Regions from separate parts of the Mus musculus genome. Here region 2 is linked to region 1. The links are chromatin contacts, called in public promoter capture Hi-C maps. All regions are on one chromosome and are shown on one strand. The core of a region is the stretch at or near the end of the contact, and the rest is flanking DNA. Distances in the headings are between cores, read along the strand shown.

The links. Promoter capture Hi-C pulls out the DNA fragments that hold promoters and counts their contacts.
Region 2: a promoter capture Hi-C map of hippocampal neurons shows a contact between it and region 1, with 3 times the contacts expected there. The contact joins two enhancer-like sites. A contact is called at or near these places in 1 of 39 promoter capture datasets (hippocampal neurons), 4 of 115 datasets of contacts at active chromatin or transcription factors (all in embryonic stem cells) and 1 of 9 other capture datasets (embryonic stem cells).

What each region holds. Positions count from the first base shown.
Region 1 is chr15:82,654,968-82,658,188 of GRCm38.p6, forward strand. No RefSeq gene overlaps it. Among named protein-coding and RNA genes, the nearest start is that of Cyp2d34, 36 kb to the left of the region's middle. Within about 2 kb of position 1,519, at least 4 of the 459 cell types and tissues checked have an H3K27ac peak or open chromatin away from gene starts, as enhancers often do. A contact at or near this core is called in hippocampal neurons, where this site is marked.
Region 2 is chr15:83,041,393-83,044,874 of GRCm38.p6, forward strand. No RefSeq gene overlaps it. Among named protein-coding and RNA genes, the nearest start is that of Nfam1, 9.7 kb to the left of the region's middle. Within about 2 kb of position 1,474, at least 51 of the 459 cell types and tissues checked have an H3K27ac peak or open chromatin away from gene starts, as enhancers often do. A contact at or near this core is called in hippocampal neurons, where this site is marked.

The sequences.
Region 1 (3,221 bases), core at 269-2,768:
GCCTAGTAGACCTCTCCTTCAAGATCGATTATCTTTTCATTGTGTGCAAACAAACATCTTGTATGCCAACATTTTCAAAGCTTTGGGGGGGTGGGCTTAGAACATTGCCCCTAAAGAGACCTCCTAGTCCTTCATGGAGAACTTTGCTGGCAGGATATGAGGGATGACTGGTACCCAATCAATGGCTTCTGTGGATGTGTGAGCAGGAGGAAACTGTTTCCTGCAGTTGAGGGAAAGAGGCTGGATCCACTATGGTGAGGGAATGGCAATAGGAAAAGACAGCTCAAGTCATGATGGGTAAGTGAAGGCCAATGGGGGGGGAGGCAGCTGGAGCATGTGTCATCTTCATTACAGGTCTGTGCTCATCCAGTTGATCAGGAAGGATGTAATACAACACGAAATTTCTCTCACCCAATCTATGGAAGCTAAAAAATGGTCTGAGAATCTTAGGGTGCCACTAATTGGTTCAGGGAATTGTCAAATGCTGGCCTAGCTCTCTTATTCACCCTTCGTTTAATTGGTCATTCAATCTCTCCTGTCAATAGTCTTCCACATGGGCATAGGTAAGGCAGATTTCTCTTCAGGCCAGAGGCCTGTGGTCAGGATGGGTTGCATTGAGGAAAACAGAAAGATGATTCCTGAGTCTTTTATCAAATAGTGCTTGTGTGCTGGGCACTGCTGTGCCACAACACATGCCAGCTCACCATTCACTAGGGTCAACGTAGGCTCAGTCCCTATTCTTGATGGATCCAGACCTCTGAATATCAAAGGCTCAGAAGTCTTAGTGGAATCCAAGCAGGCTTTCTCTGCTGCACCTTCAGTGTGGCAGAAGGGAGGCAGGGGCAGAGCAGAGACCACACCATGCAGCCCCACAACAAGGACTAGACACGGGTCTCCTCCTCTCTGCTGACCATGCTGCCCCTGCACTGACCACCTCTGTGTCACTGGAGACAGTGGGTGACTCCATGCTTATTGCTGGCCTGAAACTTCTAATCCTGCTTGCTCTTCCTGTCCATGATTCTTGGTCCTCCCCAAACCAGTTCCCTAGAATGGCACCATAGGTTGAGGCAAAGACAAGGAAGGGTCTTTCTTGAGCCCCAACACATCCTGAAAGGATGCCATGAGAGGCAGGACACCAGCATGGATTATAATAAGGGTATTTGGAAGACAACTTGCATAGGTCACTGACAGACTCAGGTTGCTGGGTTCCTCTGGTTTGCTCCAGGACACTTACGGTGCATGTTATGGTGCCTGATGCTTACACCTGCATGTCAGTGCTGGGGTGACACATTCGGCCTCTCATCTACCTGTCTGTGTCATACATGACATTATCAAAGAGAAGCAGCAGTGCTGACTGGGTGGTGGTCCCAGTGGGGTAACAACTGACTAAGGCTGGATGTTTCTACATCAAGTAAGTGAGATAAGTGCACAGAAAAGCAAGGGATGTCACACAATCTATGCTGTAATGGGTTTCCTGTCTGTCTCCAGCTCTTGGGAGAGGAACTGGATGCTCTTTTAACCATCTGTCTGTTGGCACTGTTCATTTTCCTTCATCCTCAGTCCATGTCCTCTCAGCCATGTGAACAACTGTGGTCTGTTAGGATCATGTGACTTTAGAAATACTGGGGTCTGGATACTCATGTCAGCAGCACAGGTGTGTCATGTCCACAACAGGATGCTGAGTTCTGGGCATCAGGAGCAGCTGGTCTCCCAGATTTGTTATTCTCTGCAATCAGGTTTAGAAAATTGATTTCTGTCGTTTCGATGCTCTGGAAGAGGACAGATGGAACATGGGAACATTTTTCCTGGACTCTATCCTGTATTCTGTTTATTTCCCTTTCTTGCTTTTGATATGTCTTGTTTCAGTGATATTATGATTGAGGTGATTTTAAGAGACATCTTTTTTTAAAAAAAAATATTAGATATTTTCTTCATTTACATTTCAAATGCTATCCAGAAATTCCCCTATACCCTCCCCACCACCCTGCTCCCCAACCCACCCACTAGCACTTCTTCGCCATGGCATTCCCCTGTACTGGGGCATATAAAGTTAGCAATACCAAGAGGCCTCTCTTCCCAATGATGGCTGACTAGGCCATCTTCTGCTACATATGCAGCAAGAGACAGGAGTTCTGGGAGTACTGGTTAGTTCATATTGTTGTTCCACCTATCGATCAGGTTGCAGACACCCTCAGCTCCTTGGGTACTTTCTCTAGCGCCTCCACTGGGGGCCCTGTATTCCATCCAATATGTGACTGTGAGCATCCACTTCTGTATTTGCCAGGCACTGCATAGCCTCACAAGAGACAGCTATATCAGGGTCCTTTCAGCAAAATCTTGCTGGCATATGCAATAGTGTCTGCGTTTGGTGGCTGATTGTGGGATGGATCCCTGAGTGGGGCAGTCTCTGGATGGTCCACCCTTTCATCTCAGCACAAAACTTTGTCTCTCTAACTCCTTCCATGGGATTTTGTTCCCTATTGTAAGGAGGAATGAAGTATCCACACGTTGGTTTTCCTTCTTGATTTTCTTGTGTTTTGCAAATTGTATCTTGGATATTCTAAGTTTCTGGGCTAATATCCACTTATCAGTGAGTGCATATCAAGTGAGTTCTTTTGTGACTGGGTTAACTCACTCAGGATGATATCCTCCAGATGCATCCATTTGCCTAGAATTTCATGAATTCACTTTTTAAATAGCTGAATAATACTCCATTGTGTAAATGTACCACATTTTCTGTATCCATTCCTCTGTTGAGGGACATCTGGGTTCTTTCCAACTTCTGACTATTATAAATAGGGCTGCTATGAATATAGTGAAACATGTGTCCTTATTACAAGTTGGGACATCTTCTGGATATATGCCCAGGAGAGGAATTGCTGGATCTTCCGGTAGTACTATGTCCAATTTTCTGAGGAACTGCCAGACTGATTTCCAGAGTGGTTGTACCAACTTGCAATCCCACAAACAATGGAGGAGTGTCCACATTCTTGGGAGCATCTGCTTTCACCTGAATTTTTGATCTTAGCCATTCTGAGTGGTGTGAGGTAGAATCTCAGAATTGTTTTGATTTGCATTTCCCTGGTGATTAAGGATGTTGAACATTTTTAAGGTGCTTCTCAGCCATTCGGTATTCCTCAGTTGAGGAATGTGTGACATTCGTTTTATCTTGGTCATCCTGATAAGAACCTAGAGACAATGACCAGGGAGTTTTGTTTATT
Region 2 (3,482 bases), core at 224-2,723, 390 kb after region 1:
GTGTGCGGGGCATACCTGGTTCATACAATGTCTGGGATCAAACCCAGGGCTTCCCGCAGGCTCGCCGAGCATCCTATGAACTGCTCTGCGTCTGCAGCCCTTTGCCATGCCATAGTCCATGGAAAGGGTTTTAGCTTTGGGGTCCAGCTTATCTCGTGTAGGAGCAGCACACACTCTGGCTTTGTGGCGTGGCGGGTTTTCTGAATGAGCGCTAATCTTAAAATTCTTTGGATGGATCCCACTTACACCCCACGTTGCTTTGAAACCTCCCTGCGGGAGCCTGTTCTGTTAGCTTTGTTGATGTCAGCACTTCATGCCAAACCAGCAAGAAATTTAAATCCTTTCCATCCCGGCCGTTGGTTCATTCTACTTCCCTTCATGCCTCAGTGGGAATGTTCTGGAAGCCATGTGTCCCCTTAGACAGACAGCAGAATAACTGAACTGTACACAGAGGTAACTTCGAGTCCTATGGAATACTCCAAATGCCAAGTTAAATGCGTTCCCAAGTCAGTTTTCCCAAAATATGCCCTAGCTGGCCAAAACCAGCCGGCTGGGCGGGAGTCAGGAAGGAGAGAACTAACACTTGAGGCCAAAAGGAATCACATCAGCAAGCTTTGAGACGCATCCGACCCTGTGAACACGGTTGGAAAGAATCGCATGTATAAAGAAGTGGGTGGACCCTGGCAACTACCTCTTGGTAACTCCAGAGAAAGTACACCCCCCCCCCAATACACACACAAACACAAAAATGCAGTGCCCAAATTTTGCTTTGAGGCAGAGTTTCACTATGTGGCCTAGATTGGCCTTGAGTTCACTATGTAGCTCAGGCTGGCCTCCAACTCAAAATCTGCTTGCCTCATCCTCTGGAGTGCTGGGGTTACAAACATACCTCCACTCCTGGCCTACCTCCGGATCCTTTTGTCTCTCGCTCAGGAGGCCCAGCCTCTCAGTCAGCCTTTCCCAGGTGATAATGACTCTGCCTTAGGCAGGAGGTTTGGGTTCAAGGTCCTACCTAACCCTGCCTCTGGGCAAACTGTCCAGGAGGCCTGACATTACTTCCTTCATTGGTAAACTGAGAATAGTCCCATTAGTCCCTGTTCCCTGCTGCAGATGTGCCTGTAAACTGTGAGTGGCCACGGGTCATATGGGGCATCTCATAGAGCACTGTAAGGTGGCTCAGTTCTGTCAGAGCAGAACTGTCAAACTCTATTGGGGTAGCCTGGAGCTCATGAGTTTCAGGGTGGTATTTCTGAATCGGGTCTCTGAACTCACCTCCAAACTGGGCTGGAGGCCATGCCTCCAGAATCCAGAATCCAGTGTCATGCTGGCTTAGCCTAGGCACTCTGCCATGCTAACCATAGCTGCCTCAGCAGACAGACTCCAGAGGTAAAAATCTGAAAGGCCTCCTGCAGTTCCTCAGCTCAGGCCTGATGGCTGACAAGCCCCTCCTCCTGCTGTGGAGAACTCCAGCCCGCACTTTCCCTCCAACTCAACCCACCCCCTCTTCATCCTGGCATCAAAAGCCTGTTTGATCAGCTTTTCATCCATTTTCTAAAGATTGTGGCGACTGAGGGATGTTCTGAATCTCTCAGAATTATACATACTATACCCTGGCCCTGCGTCGGGGCAGCCACAAGCCTGACTTTGGGTGGCTGCCGGGCTCTCTGACAGTCCTTTATCACTCATACCCCTGAGGCCCCCTTGGCCCCTGGTCCTACCAGAGTCATCATGAGGACAGGGTCAACACAACATCTGCAGAGGGTCGGGAGCCCTGGGCAGAGATCAGATGTTCCTGTAACTGGGGTGAGCCAGGAAGGGGGGGGGACCAGATCTGTGGGAAAAGGTGATGTCTGTGCAGTATGTGTCCCCTGTGCCCCCTCCTCTTTGCTGACAGGAGGGAAGACTGATGGAGTCCTGCCTGAGTATTCTGTATGGAGTCTTTAGTCATAAGCCTTCTCATTTGCTGGTAAATCCCGGGTTTACTGAGCAGTTTTTCAACCGTTTTCGCCCCGTGAGCTTCCCGGGAAACCCTTGGGGGAAAGGGGAATATGAGCTGAGTTAGAAGAGCCAGGACACGCTGGAGCCTGTGAGGTCAGGAGAGAGCCCAGCGGGGCGAGGCAGAAGTCGGAGAGGGTGCTGGGTCAGAGTCCAAAAAGCATACCATGAAAAGACACGTTAAAGGAAAAGTGGGGCATCGTGCGACACACCTGTGATTCCAGCCTGTAATCCCAGATGGGTCAGGGTCAACCTCCACTAAGTAGCAAAGTTGAGGCTAGCCTGGGTTACATGAGACCGCGCGCGCGCGCGCGCGCGTGTGTGTGTGTGTGTGTGTACACAAGCGGGGGAGGGCGAGGGGGTTAAGAAAGGAGGGAGAGAGAGACAGAGGCAGGCAGAGAAAGACAGAGAATCCAGAACTGTATCCCACCTTAGGGAATTCCATAACCTTTGTTACTTTTTGCCTCTGTGGACACTGAGAGCCTAGACCTTTCGTGTGAGATCTGGCTTGCTTGCTCTTTGGGAAAGATGTGTGACCTCAGCACCCAGTCCTTTCTATTTGAAGGTTCCCTGCCATCCCCATGGATAAGGAAGCTAAGTGATTTTTCCCAGGCCAGTTGATGGCCTTTGAGCCAGTGGGTGGCTGGCCCCACTCAGGTCAGTGTAGGGCAGCTAGTGCCGGAGCCCGGCAGGATGGCTAACTCAGGAGGGGTCCAGTTCTACTGCCAGGTCCTGCATGGCTGTCTACAGTGGGAAAAAAGTGTCTGGCCTTGTGCAGATGGCGGCAGGACAGCAAGCAGGCTAAGGACAATCTGGCAAGCAAAAGAACCAGAAAGTTGGGGGAGGGCAGGAAAAGCAAGCCGCCATTGTTGGGGCGTGGGGAAGAAGTTTGCTGGGCAGGCCCGACACAGCAGAAAGACATGAGTGAAACGGTTGGGAGAAGAGAGTGGGCGGGCGCCATGGACCTTATGAGGAATGGCAAGCTGTGACCCTCTGCTTAGGGGCTGTTCTAGCTCACCTGCCCCAGGCAAGGCCTGGAGAATGAACCGACAGACAGGGGAGGGAATAGTGTGATGGTGACCACAGAGGCCAGCCAGGGGCTGGTCCAGCTTGTTTTGCTACTCAACTGCTTTCTTCATGTTCCTAACCCCCCAAGTACAGTAAAACAAAACAAAACAAAAACCTTTTATCTCAAGAACACACACACACACTCACACACACAAGAGTGAAGTGCCCCGTGGCCGCCTGGGAAGAGCAGAGGATTTGGTAGCACCCCCAGGGCACCCACAGGTAGGGAACTGGAGTCCTCAAGGGTGCTCGGTGGGTGGAACGATGACTCAACAATGAAGAGCACTGCTCTTGCGGAGCATCCAGAATCGATTCTCAGCTTACAACTGTCTGTAACAACAGTCCTAGGAGATACAACATCCGTTTCTGCTCTCTAGGAGCACCAGGCAATCATACAGGGACATTTAAGCAGGCAAACA